Linked DNA regions of Mus musculus: region 1 is linked to region 2. A link is a contact called in public HiChIP or PLAC-seq data. All regions are on one chromosome and are shown on one strand. Each heading gives the region's core, a stretch centred on a gene start, on an enhancer-like site or on the middle of the called end of the contact. The rest is flanking DNA. Distances are from core to core; before and after follow the strand shown. Region 1 has its middle 65 kb from the start of 1700100L14Rik. Region 2 holds the start of Med10 (mediator complex subunit 10).

The links. HiChIP or PLAC-seq counts read pairs in DNA pulled down with a chosen protein or histone mark.
Region 1: an H3K4me3 HiChIP or PLAC-seq map of embryonic hindbrain shows a contact between it and region 2, with 4 times the contacts expected there. The contact joins the enhancer-like site here to the promoter of Med10 in region 2. A contact is called at or near these places in 1 of 39 promoter capture datasets (frontonasal cranial neural crest) and 7 of 115 datasets of contacts at active chromatin or transcription factors (embryonic basal ganglia, embryonic forebrain, embryonic hindbrain and 4 more).

What each region holds. Positions count from the first base shown.
Region 1 is chr13:70,504,586-70,511,237 of GRCm38.p6, forward strand. No RefSeq gene overlaps it. Among named protein-coding and RNA genes, the nearest start is that of 1700100L14Rik, 65 kb to the right of the region's middle. Within about 2 kb of position 4,641, at least 28 of the 459 cell types and tissues checked have an H3K27ac peak or open chromatin away from gene starts, as enhancers often do.
Region 2 is chr13:69,807,713-69,814,527 of GRCm38.p6, forward strand. It overlaps Med10 (mediator complex subunit 10), which reads left to right and starts at 2,170. Exons shown (of 4, transcript NM_138596.2): 1 at 2,170-2,340; 2 at 3,895-3,978; 3 at 5,992-6,094. The coding sequence starts at 2,219.

The DNA of each region.
Region 1 (6,652 bases), core at 3,391-5,890, 700 kb after region 2:
TGGAAATACTTCCCTATGATGATACCCTTGATCAGATTTTCCCTTCCTTATTTGAGTTATTTCCTCCTTTACAAAGGCTTCTGTGGGGCCTCTGCAATTGTGTGCAACCAAAAGACTATCTCAGGGGGGCTGGTGAGGTGGCTCAGTGGGTAAGAGCACCCGACTGCTCTTCCAAAGGTCCGGAGTTCAAATCCCAGCAACCACATGGTGGCTCACAACCATCCGTAACGAGATCTGACGCCCTCTTCTGGTGTGTCTGAAGACAGCTACAGTGTACTTACATATAATAAATAAATAAATCTAAAAAAAAAAAAAAAAAAAGACTATCTCAGAATCTATCTCTTAGAAACACAACCTGAGACATTTGGTGCTAGGGCTGAACCCAAAACACTTCTTTTCTTTTCTTTTCTTTTCTTTTCTTTTCTTTTCTTTCTTTTCTTTTCTTTTCTTTTGTTTTCTTTCTTTTCTTTTCTTTTCTTTCCTTTCCTTTCCTTCTCTTCCCTCCCCTCCCCTCCCCTCCCCTCTCCTCTTCCTTCCCTTCCCTTCCCTTTTTTCTTCTCTTCTCTTCTCTTCTCTTCTCTTCCCTCCTCCCCTCCCTTCTTTCCTTTCCTTTCCTTTCCTTTCCTTTCCTTTCCTTTCCTTTCCTTTCCTTTCCTTTTCCTTTCTTCCGAGACAGGGTTTCTCTGTATAACCCTGGCTGTCCTGGACCTCACTTTGTAGACCAGGCTGGCCTCGAACTCAGAAATCTGCCTGCCTCTGCCTCCCGAGTGCTGTGATTAAAGATGTGTGCCACGGCTCCAAACTACTTCTAATATAAGAAAAAAAATCATTTTTCATTTGACACCATTACCTAAGCCCACACATGGCTATGATTTGTTTGTTTCCACTGCTCCATAAAAACTCCATGACAGGGGCAAATCCAGGCTTTGTTGACACTCCTCCTACTCATGGAAACTGGGCCTGTTTGGAGTCACTGGATTTTCATAGTATAATGAATGTTTTCTAGCACTTTTTAATCCTGCTGGTTTGCACTACTGAAGAGAACCCTCTGTGTGTCTGTTGAGTAACACAGACACACATCTGAAAACACACCTACATGCATATTTATATATGTGCCTCACTTTTATCCATGATTGAGCTCACAGGTTAAAAGTTCTAAGTCTAGGCCTGTGTGAGGCTGGGTGTATTTTCCCTAACCTCTGTTGTCTTCACCTGCCTAACTCCCACTCCCACAGCCTCCAAGGAAATCGAAATGTCTTCCTGTCCTTCCAGCTTTTGGATCAGAAGGACAAGTTGCCTACCCTAAGAAGACTTGTGAATATCAGCAGTAAATTTTTAGTATTTGGTACCTTGGACTGTTTTCAGATTAGGCGTGGTGCACAGGGTCTATTTCCTCTCTATCAACTTTGATCATCATCATTCAAACCCAGCCACTGTTGTTCACTTCTCTATGATTATCGGGTGTTTTTTACAGGGTAAGTCCCTGTACTGGCTAGTTTTGTGTCAACTTGACATAGGCTGGAGTTATCACAGAGAAAGGAGCTTCAGTTGGGGAAGTGCCTCCACGAGATCCAGTTCTCAATTAGTGATCAAGGGGGAAGGTCCCCTTGTGGGTGGTGCCATCTCTGGGCTGGTAGTCTTGGTTCTATTAGAGAGCAGGCTGAGCAAGCCAGGGGAAGCAAGCCAGTAAGTAACATCCCTCCATGGCCTCTGCATCAGCTCCTGCTTCCTGACCTGCTTGAGTTCCAATCTGACTTCCTTTAGTGATGAACAGCAGTATGGAAGTATAAGCTGAATAAACCCTTTCCTCCCCAACTTGCTTCTTGGTTATGATGTTTGTCCAGGAATAGAAACCCTGACTAAGAGAGTCCCATTTACCTCCGTGTTTCTGTTCCTCAGTGTTGACATGTCTAACTTGGGCCCATTTTTTTTCTAAGATTGGTAAATATTCAAATGTTGCTTTATAGAGAAAGACTTTATGTATCTTTGCATCTTCTTTGGGCATTTATTGCGTATTTCATTAATCTCTTGACTTGTTTTATCTCTTCCTTTATTGCTCTCTAACTCTGCTTTGTGGGTTTGCTTTCACTCTTTTGAACTCAACACTTGGTTCATTAACTTTCCATCTCACTCTTACTTGACGATTAGTAAGTGTCTCCCCAGAGGCTTCTATGTTGAAGTTTGGTGGCACAGCAGAGATGTAGCTGGATCAGGAGGTACTAACTAAGGTTTCCTATGGAAATTGCTTTAAATGAACCTGAAGTGGTACAGCTGTGATCTGACTCCAGATATTTTCACTTATATTATGATATTTTTTGTCATATTCGGCATACAAAACCATTTTAAAGAGGTTTCCAAGGCATGGCTAAGTTTTCTCTGAGTATTACTTATTCACAATGAGTTACTACACTAATGAGAGCTACAGAATGTACTTCACATATTTAGATGCCTTTTCGGTCTAGAAAATGATGATTTTTAAAAGCACATTAATCTTTACAGACCTTGAACTACATCACACTGGAGGTTTTTTGTTTGTTTGGTTTTTTTGTTTGTTTGTTTTATTTTTTTAAAACAGGTCAATGGCACTTTAACAAAACAGTTCTGTCAGATGAAAGTCAAGACCAGCAACAAGAACAAGCCCCTGGAGACAGTCAGGAGAGCAGCATCCTCAGAGTTCTTTCCTTAATAATACAAAAAAAGAACTACCATATCCAAATTGCCAGTTTTTAAATAAGAACTTCTAAGAGAAAAATCCAGGAATATCTCCAGTGAATGATGCAATATTGCTGGTATAGTTGCCATGCTGTTGAGGGTTGTTATTACAGTCACCATGCTGAGACAGTGTTCTTACTACAGTCATCTAATTAATGCAAACCTTTAGAATCAATTCATCTCATATCTACTAATGCATGCCTTTGATCATAGACACACTCCTTCTTTCACCTCAGCCCTATCACCAGTAGACTGTTTTTGATAACTGAATTACTTTATTTCTTATTCTTTCCTTTTTATGACCTTCATGTCCAGGTAATTCGTACCAGTTGTCAGTTTGGGCCTGGCTTGTTTTATCTAGTATATATCTTCAAGTTCTTTTGCATGTCACTGTAAGTAGATATATTTCCTTCTTCTTTAAAGCTAAATAAATATTCCAATCTATTTTTTCTATCCATTCAATTACCTATTGGCAATAATTACCAAATCCCAGCTCCCATGAACAGGCTGAAATGAGCATGGGAGTAGAAAGACCTTCTTAGGTCTTTGGGATGTAGATGACCTGAGACATGGGCCTATTGGCCCATAGGTTCCTGAGGAGGAGCGAATGGCAGTGAGTCAGGACTGAGCAGACTGGACAGAGAGCTCTGTAGTTCATACCACCGCCTGCGTCTCAGAACGGTCAATGTGATTCTTATCAAATGCTGTTATTATTTTTCTTTCTTTCTTCTTTTATTTTTTTTAGAATTTTTATTTCTGTTTTTCTTTGTGCTGGGGTTTGAACCTGGAGCTTTGTGCACTCTAGAGAAATGATCTTACCACTAAACTACATCCCCTGTTATCATTTTTCTGAGATGGAAAAGTAGGAAGGTATCTATAGGAAAACATAGAGCAGCACATGATAGAGAAGGCAAAGAATGCAAAAACAAACAAACAAACAAACAAAAAACAAACAAACAATACCACCAATAACCAAAGCCTAGATTGGAAGTGGTGGGGCTAGATTCTCCCTCACAGCCATTAGGAAAAAAAAAAAAAAAAGATCCTACTACTGCCTGGGTATGACTCTTCTGCTTCCAGAGTTCCAGGAAAGAAATATTATCCGAAGCTACGGTGGTTGTTTGTTTGAGGGTCACTAAGAACCCCGCACACCCTCCTCACTCATACCATACCTCATACCACCTTATCAGAGAGAGCATTGACACTGGGCAGCCCCTCACTTTTCCCACCATCCTCCAGAGTGATGCCAAGTGTCTGACAGATCCTGGGTGCTAGAAAACACACACAGATGCTCCCTTCACTGACCTGGGCTCTGCTACAGCCCGCCTCATGTGTACAGACTTTGGACCACAACACGGCTGCTGCTGTATCTCTGAACTGACTTTGTGCCTGGCACTTGCAGATGCTGAGTACCGCGCTGAGTCCAACTCTTGGAAAAGAGTAGTGATGGGTTGGATACTTGGACCAGAGTCCTGTAGTGACCTGGTGGATCTGAGTCACAGTGACCCAGCTCTGGAACATGTGGCTTCCCTTACTCTAATTAGAAGTGACAGAATTAGTCAGCTATGAGTGTCAGCACACTCACTGGCATGTTAACCTGCCACTTTGTTTTTGCTGAGCTGAAGCCAGCTAAATAGAACAAGGATGCTCAGTGCAGTGTTAGCAGGAGCAAGAGTGGGATGAGTACACTGGGACTGGGGCTGACCACAATTGACAGCTGCCTGTAAATGCTGCTCTATCTACAGCAATCTCTGACAAGTCACCTGAATGGGCAAGGAGCATCTGTGACTCCACAAAAACTCACCCAACCCTTGTCCACATTCCTATATCCCAGAACCCTGCCATCCAGTGTCCTGATGACTCTCCCCATGCAGCTGCACGTTCCTCAGCAGCTGCCCCTGGCTGTCAGAGGTACAAAGCTTAGGACGACTAATGGAATCCATTGCTACAGGATCAATACCTTCTGCAGTGTTTGCCCATCATTTATACCGAGGCAGGCACTAAGACAAAGCATTAGCCAATATGTTTTATTGGATGGCAGCCAGATTAGTAAGAAAGCAGGTTTTAATTTCCCTTCTTTATGAGTTTCCAAGGAGACCAGTCAGATAACAAAGGACGAGCTCTGTCAAGGACGTGGCCTCTACCTCTCTGTCCTGTTTTTTCTACAACCCCACTCACAAGCAGTTTGTTGTCACACATGCCTCAGTGATGCAGTTTTAACTCCTCACTATCTGGAGGAGCCCTGGGCTCCCTGCAGTTCCTTGGCATCTACAACCATAGGGCTCTGAGGGAAGAGAGTAGAGCTGGCATGAAGGTATTAAGTCCCGGGCAGTCATGGTTTTCTCCATGCACTGTCCATGGTGGCAGACACAGCTATCTTTGCTAACTCTTCTTTACAGGGTCCTAGAGTACAGTGTTTTCTGGTCTCGTGTGCGCCAGTGAGAACCAGCATTGACCGTGGATGAAAGGAACTGGCAGGCAGCTGTGTGATGAATTCCCAGGCACAGCTGGCACTGGGGAAACTGCAAAGCCCACAGACCAGACTGTGCTAGCACTGTAGCCTGATCATCTCCATATCTTAGAGCTGACCGACTACCCCAAGCATTCTCAGGACACATCACTCTACATGGTCTCTAGGCTGCTTCAGAATTTCTTAGGGTCTCTTGCGTGTAAATACAGGGCTACCCCTCTCTTCTCATGGGGGCATTCCTTTCTGAACGCGGAACAAGAAAGGGAAGGCCTTTCTGCTGTCTCAGTAGGACCAAGTGTCTTTGCTAGGGTAACAGTAAACACAGCCTTTAACCTACATCTAACAAGGAAGTAGAGAGCTGGACCCCAACACCACTAAAGAGCTTACATTTCCCTCACCTTCCTCTCTTCCCATCCTGCCAACCATAGCTGTTTCCAGCCTTCTTGCTTCTCGTTTCTTACCTAACCTGTCTTCAGTCAAAAAGCTCAAACCCCAGGCTGGAAACATGGTTCAGAAGCTAAATGTTCGATCTTCAAGGAGTTTCTTTCCTGTACTCATGGCAGGAGGCTCACAGCTGTCTGCACCCCCACTCTTGGGGAATATATCGCCCTCTTCTGGTCCCTGTGTGCACTTGCACACATGCACAGTACACTGACACACATATGTGTGAGCTCATGAATAAAAGTAAAAATGATTGTTTTAAAGTCCTCAAATTGTGGCTTACGAGGTTGCTGAGAGTTCACCTTCCGAAGTCAACTCCTGAATGTGCAATGTGCCTCAGTGAGTGGTCACCCTAGTGTCCACTGGACAATGTGCAGTCTTTCCTCCCTTCCCATGACCTACTCACTCCTTTTGGTCCACATCCAACACTGTCCCTGGACAGTGGCCTCAGATGTCTCTATTCTACTTGGGCAAAGCACTCTTTGTAGCTCCCCAGCAAGGTACAACCCTACCATCTGGACCCCTATGACACCACTACTACAAAGCCCATCACCCTATTTGTCCTGTCTGTCCTTTCTCTATCCCCCCAACTAATGGTCAGCCATTTCCATTCTCAAAGAAGTTCTTACAGCAACAGTTTTGGCATAGACCAAAGACAGTAACCTGTAGTTGAAGGGTCTCAAAGACCAGAGGACCCTGATAAACCCTACAGCATGGCTTCCATTCTGCCTCCCACCCCACCCTAAGTCATAGCATGTAGATGATCTTCTCAGGTCAGTAGAGGCCTCAACTATCTCCCATCCCAATGAGCAGTGAAGGAAACTTCCATGTCCTTTGTGTATGGTGACTCCAGAACATTGCAGCAGGATGAGGAAGGTCATAGTGGGGTCTTTCATTCTTTCTGATCAGATGTGATTGGTAAGGACAAAAGCCACAGAAACGACACAAGTGCTTGCAAGTGGGCAGTTACAAAACACACCTCATCTCTGCTCTCAAAATGAGCCATCCCATGCTTCCTTTTAGCTCCAT
Region 2 (6,815 bases), core at 920-3,419:
GGTGTGGTGGAACACACCTTTAATCTGGGCTACATCTTCTGCTGGAGACAATATAAGGACATTGGAAGAAGGGAGTCTCACTCTTGCTCCCTTGCGTGCTTGCCGCGTGGGACTGAGTAACTGCTAGATCCTTGGACTTCCATTCACAGCTGCTACTGACCATTGTTGGGAGTTGGACTGCAGACTGTAACTCATCAATAAATTCCTTTACTATATAGAGACTATCCATAAGTTCTGTGACTCTAGAGAACTCTAACTAATACACTGGGTCACACCTACTAACAGCTTATAAGACATGGAAGAAAAATTTTGCCTGCTTGCCTTCACTCTCTCTGGCAAGTTCATCTCTCCTGTTGCCGGAGCCCATACTAAATCCAATGACCTTCAGATCCCAATGAAGACCATACCCTGATAGCTCTCCAGGAATCTCCCAGGAGTCCAGCAACAGATTGGGGGCGCAGAAACATGCAGCTCCGCGGAATGAACAGCAACTGGATTCTCAGTTTTTCCACCATGAATCAGCCATTGCTATATCACCCCTGACACACCCTGTCAGACACTCTAACACCACATATATAAAACTAAATATACATGCATTCAACATATCAGTTCTGGGCATTTGGAGAGCTGGGATGGCTAGTCTTGGTGGTCAACTTGACTACATATGGAATGAACAGGAATCCAGAAATAGAGGGTGTGTCTGTTAGGGACGTTTTTGCTTGGTTTGAAGTGGGTGGATCCATTTCTGCTCTGAACCTTTAAGATAAAAAGACATACACCTTTGATCTGGATAGTGAGGTGGGGAGGTGCAACTTTAATCTGGGCCACACCTTCTGCTGGAAGCCTATATAAGGACATGGAAGAAGGAAGCTTTTGTTCTTTGCCTGCTTGCCCTTGCCTTGCTAGCACATCCATTCCTTCACTGACATTAAAGTCTGATTCTTTGGGATTCCAGTGTATACTGAAGACCAGCAAAGACCAGCTGAGACATCCAGTGTCACGGACTGAACTGAGCAACTACTGGATTCTTGGACTCTCTGTTCACTGCCATCCACCATTGGAATAGCTGGACGGCAGCCTATAAGTTATTCTAATAAATTCATATTACGTGTGCGCTCTCTCTCTCTCTCTCTCTCTCTCTCTCTCTCTCTCTAAGTTCTGTTAGTCTAACACAGAGAACCTGTATACATCCCTTGGCATCCCCATTCTCCCTATTTGTCTCTCTCACTTGTCCCCTTGTCTCTCCTTTCATGAAGGTTGAAAGACTTACTTATATTTCTTCTTTTTGTCCTTCAGGACTGGTTTTCATATCAAATTCACCACCCCTTTTAATTGAATTGTGAAATGTTCCTTTTCTAGCACTTAAAAGTGTCTGCAGAAGTTTGAAATAATTTGTTCTTTAATGTTTGATTAATTTAAAAAGTGAGTTGAAAAGTACCTAGGGCTTAGGTATTTCCTTCTTTCCTTCCTCCCTCCCTCCCTCCCTCCCTTTTTTCCTTCTCTCTTTCCTTCTTTCTTTTCTTTTTGAAAGTGATTGTTGTCTCCTGGCCAGTTTTAAAAAGCATGGCTCTATTTTGACTTTCCCACTTAAATACATTTTCTTATTATGTATTGTGTGTCTGTGTATGCCGTGTGTGGGCATACCTGTGACACAGTACCTGTCTGGAGGTCAGAGGGCAGCTTATAGAATTCTGTTCTCTCCTCCTGCCATGTAGGATTCTGGAGACCAAACTCAGGTTGTCGGGGTTAGCAGCAAGCGTCTTCACCCACTGAACCATTTCACTGGGCCCAGATAATTATCTTTTAAAGAAAATTGCTTACATCTCGCAAGCTTTCCAGATTATGAACATACAAGGTCCACTGTATCTAAATTCTTGTCCTTCAATCTAGCTTTCTTTACTTCCCTGATGAGACTTGTTTTTTCTTTACTGAGAAAAGCTAGGTACCAGCTAAGAGTTTTCATTTTTGCCCCTTTACACATGCCTTTGCTGTGTTTTCCAGGTTAACATTTCCCACACACACAGTTCAGAAGCTTCCAAGCGGGTTTTCCCTTCAAAGGCTTACCCCGTCTCTTGCCCCGCCCATAGCGCCCGGGCCCCGCCCCCAGGAGGCCCCGCCCCCGAGGAAACGGATGTGGGCTTCCGGAAGCCGGAAGCGGGCGAGCACTGTGGACCCGGAGTCGCTCGGAGCTGAGGCTAAGAGGCGGGCGGAGCCGGCGATGGCGGAGAAGTTTGACCATCTGGAGGAGCACCTGGAGAAGTTCGTGGAGAACATTCGGCAGCTCGGCATCATCGTCAGCGACTTCCAGCCCAGCAGCCAGGCGGGGCTGAGCCAGAAGCTGTGAGTGACGGCCCGGCAGGGCTCGGCGCGTCTGTGCGAAGCCCCTGCCCGCCGGCCTTGGGGACCCCACTGGGGCTCTAACGTTCATCCCGGGTCCCCGAGGGGAGGCCGGTTCTATCCTGACCGGACCTCACAGGGGAGGCGAGTTCCGTCCTGACCGGGGCGGACGGGCTCCATCCTGACCCCACTGGAGGCCGGTTCCACCCTGACTCCACTGGGAAGGAGGATCTGACCGCACAGGAGAGGAGGCTCAGTCATGACCCCGCTGGGATAGAGGTAGCTCTAGGTCCATCCTGGCCGGACGTGGAAGGCCGGTTCCACCCTGACCCCATAGGGGAGGAGGATCCCTCCTGACCCCACAGGGGAGGCTGGCACCACTCTGACCCTACAGGACAGTCTGGGACTACCCTGATGCCGTAAGGGGAGGTAGGCACCACGGACACTCCACCCCACCCCACCGCACTGGGGAGGTTGACTTCACACCTCAGGGGGGCCCTGAGCCACCTGCTGCATAGGCCTCGCTGTGGAAGAAGGCCACCACAGAGGGTTGATTTCTTGACAGTATCTTGTGTAGGCCTTGGAATGGCCTACAGGGAAACAACACAGTGTTCAGGAGAAGGCCTCACCGCTTATATATGGGACACTTTCCAGGGATCTGGAGTGGTTCTGGAGGGAGCCGAGGTTCAACCCACTAGGGATGGGCTTTTTCCTTGCTGACTGTGGGTACTGCACTTAAACTGGAGCCCACTTCTCCACGCTGTCTACCCTGAAACTCCATTCAGTGACATGCACTCCAGAAAGCTCTGCTCTCTCTTCACCTCCTTTCTGAGTTTAGAAGGGAAAAATTAAGCATCTGAACATATTTTGTAAGTCCAAAGGTGTCCCCAGAATCCCGTGGCAATTAAGGGTTCAGGTGTGTGCAGCATTAGGGAGGAAGAAGCCTGTTAAGGTAGCTAGCGCCAGTCTCCCGACTTCCCTCTGATCCCAGCCACTGAGCTGCCTTGGTGCTGGTGCTCCTGGGTTAGGAAGGTAACATGAAGGTACAGGCAGAGCAGACAGGTAGTCAGGTTCATCTGGGAGAAGGAAGCCAGCATAGCCCTAGCTGAGACACGGCCAGTCCTGCCTCTAGTGTCTGGACCTGGAAGCCGCCTCTCTGTGTTCCCACCCAGGGGAGACCCTTTTCTGGAATGAGAGACTGCCCAAGAAACCATCTCTACCCACAGTTCAGTCTCTTAAAGCTGGGTACAGGATTGTGTCTCACTTGGGATGTTTACTAAGGTATAGAGTTGTGGTCTTGCCCCTCAAGGAGGGCTTTGTGGGATGGGAACAAGCTGGCGCATTGCCTAGACCAGAGCCTGCTGTGACTGGCCTTGTTCTCTTATCCAGTTCCCGTGGCTATCTCATACCCAGCTGCCACCTCAGTTATCTGCCCCGGTGTCCTTGACCTTGGCCGTTTTAACCCTCAGGAATTGAAGCACAGTGGCCAGTGCCGTGTAGGGGTGTGCTGTGCTGTCCTCTGAACTAACCACGTACCCCACTCTGCCTTTTTCCCAGAAACTTTATTGTTACGGGCTTACAGGACATAGATAAATGCAGACAGCAGCTGCACGATATCACGGTGCCTCTGGAAGTTTTTGAGTAAGTATCACTGGGTCTCTCTGATTCTTGGTTAGCTGTGAGTGCCAGTGAGAGGGAGGGAGGCGAGGCCCAGGTGCCACAGGCAGGACCACCAGTCTTCTAGGGTTGTAGTAGGCTAATGGGGTTAAAAAAGGATAACTCTCTCTCCAGTGTTGTGTTGTTGAGAATAGTGTCACATGAAAATATAAAAACATGCTTCCGAGTTCAGTGGAGAAAGGCCTTCAGGCCACAGGAAAACCTCATAATTCTTAAGAGCTATACCTGGGTGTGATGGCATAAGCCTTTGATCTCAGCACTTGGGAGGCAGAGGCAGATGGATCTCTGACTTGGAGATAAGTTTGGCCTATAGAGAGTTCCAGGACAGCCCAGGCTAGACAGAGAAACCGTCTTGAAAAGCAACAAGAGGTGTGTGTGAAGTGTATTGTCTGTCTGTCTGTCTGCCTGCCTATCTATCTATCTATCTATCTATCTATCTATCTATCTATCTATCTATCTATCTATAGATATAAATATAGATATAGACACACACAAACGTGGAAAAATATTGTAGTCTGATCTTTGAGAAGCTTCCCGTGGTAAGCTGAGCCTGGAAGGTGGTCCGTCTTGTGTTGGAGGAAGATCTCAGTCCAGGTGGCTGTGGGGAGGCATCTTTCTACCAGAGTCTGTCACAGCAGAAGCTCAGAGGAAAGTGTTCTGCAAAATCCAAGGAGCTGGTGCCTTTAGCTTGTTCCCAAACAGGCCTTGATCGTATCATGGGAGAAATTTCCATGTTCCCACAACCTTGCTCTTGCACACTTGGAGAGCACGTGGACTTTCCAGAGCCAGGGTAATGTAAGCTCTTAGCAATTCAGCCCAGTGTTTTGCTCTGTGCAGCCACAGAGGTCACAGTCAACTTTTGAGCCTTAAACACCACAGCCTCCCTTGTGTTGAGGAGCCACCCGTTAACTTAACACACATGAATGATAAGCTTTTCGTGCTCTGTTGTTGCTTGGATTGCACTTACTTAAAAGTAATCAGATGCTGCTTTCATTACATTATTACAGAAATATCAAAATGAAATGGGATTCCTACAAATTGGTATTTTTGCTATTTGTCATACAGTCTAGTTGAATGGATATTAACCTGAAGTGATTTATGTTATTCTTTTATGGTTTTTCAAGACAGGGTTTCTCTGAGTAGTCCTGGCTGTCCTGGAACTCACTCTGTAGACCAGGCTGGCCTCGAACTCAGAAATCTGCCTGCCTCTGCCTCCCAAGTGCTGGGATTAAAGGCGTGTGCCACCACTGCCCAGCTTGTTACTTTTTTAATTGAACTTGGTGTGGTGGTGTCCTTTCTCTATAATGACCAATTAATATAGCAAATGTGACAGATTTACTCAGTATACAGAGATATCCAAGAAGTCTATTCTTGAAAAATCTGGATATTGTGGGCAGTGGGCTTTATGACATGAAGATATGGCATTTTGGTAAAAGTATTGACTGTCAAGAGATAGTTTTATCCTATGGACTAACTGGAGAGAAACACTAATAATGCAGTGTACTGAGAACACCCTCTCCCACCAGTGGACACTGGTGTCCTCATAGGGCTCCGATGCTCCTCCCTTCTGACTTGTCCACCCAGCATGTCCCAAGTAGTCAGGCTGGCCTGGAGTACACGGTGCATCCCGGCTGTGCCTGTCACAGATGTGCGCCCTTGCACTGCATTGAACAGTACCAGCTTCGTTATCACCATGTGGAGAATCCAAAAGGTAGCATCATAGATTTGTGCTGCACCCTTCTCATGCACTGCGTTTCAGTGTGAGTGCTGCACAGATGTGAGTGGGTGTGGCTTGTCATGAGCTGCTGGAAGAAACTAGAGAGAAGCTTGGAGAAACTCAAGCGTGTAAGCACACCCGGCTCCTGGACCAGGTCCTGTGAGGGCATATCTGCTGGATTTTTATTTTTTGTCCTAGTTTCCAGAAAACTGAGGTTAGGAGAGTCAGCCGTGTGTTTACTGTGATGTTCTTCTTTTCAGATACATTGATCAAGGTCGGAATCCCCAGCTCTACACCAAAGAATGCCTGGAGAGGGCTCTAGCTAAAAACGAGCAAGTCAAGGGCAAGATCGACACAATGAAGGTGAGGCAGACAGGAAGTGATGTCTGCACACGGACAAGGGAGCTCCTAGCAAGCCTGCGGACAGGCTTAGCACCCACTCTGTGGACTGCTGAGTACTGCTACACTGTGGGCTTTCTAGCATGTATAATAGTTACATTGAATGTCACTGAGCCATAGTCCTGTGGAAAACAACACAAACTGACAGTGTGACAGTGAGGAGAGGCTGAGTTTATCTGGCAATGTCCCCGCCAGCCGTGGTTTCACTGTGGCTTTCCTGTCTGACTTCCCTTGGGTGACAGCTGACATCAGTGTGCCTGTTGTGATTCTGTGTAGACCCTGACTGGAGGCCTTTCTGGTGCTAAAGGTGCTGCAGTTGGAGGGCTCTGGATGGTGTATGTTCTAGTCTCTCACGTCTGAGCCCTGGGCTCCTCCTCAGCGTTCTTTACACTGTGACACGGCACACAGAGAACTTGGCTGCTCTAGGGAGCTGTGTCTTGACATGGACTACAGTTTTCTCACTGAGGTCACTGACGGTGCTTGCTTTTCAGATGGGTGCTCTGTGTGTGGTTACAGGGACAGCACTGTGTGCCCTTGTTTCCTGGCTCCCCGTTAGCCACCAGGCCCTGTTTTGGGTTGTTCTCCTCGGCCTGGAATTCATGTTCCTTTTGCACAGTGAGCCTCCTCCTCAGCTCAGCCAGCTTTGCTTCCTGTGACAGCTCAGCCTGGCCTTCCTCAACAAGAG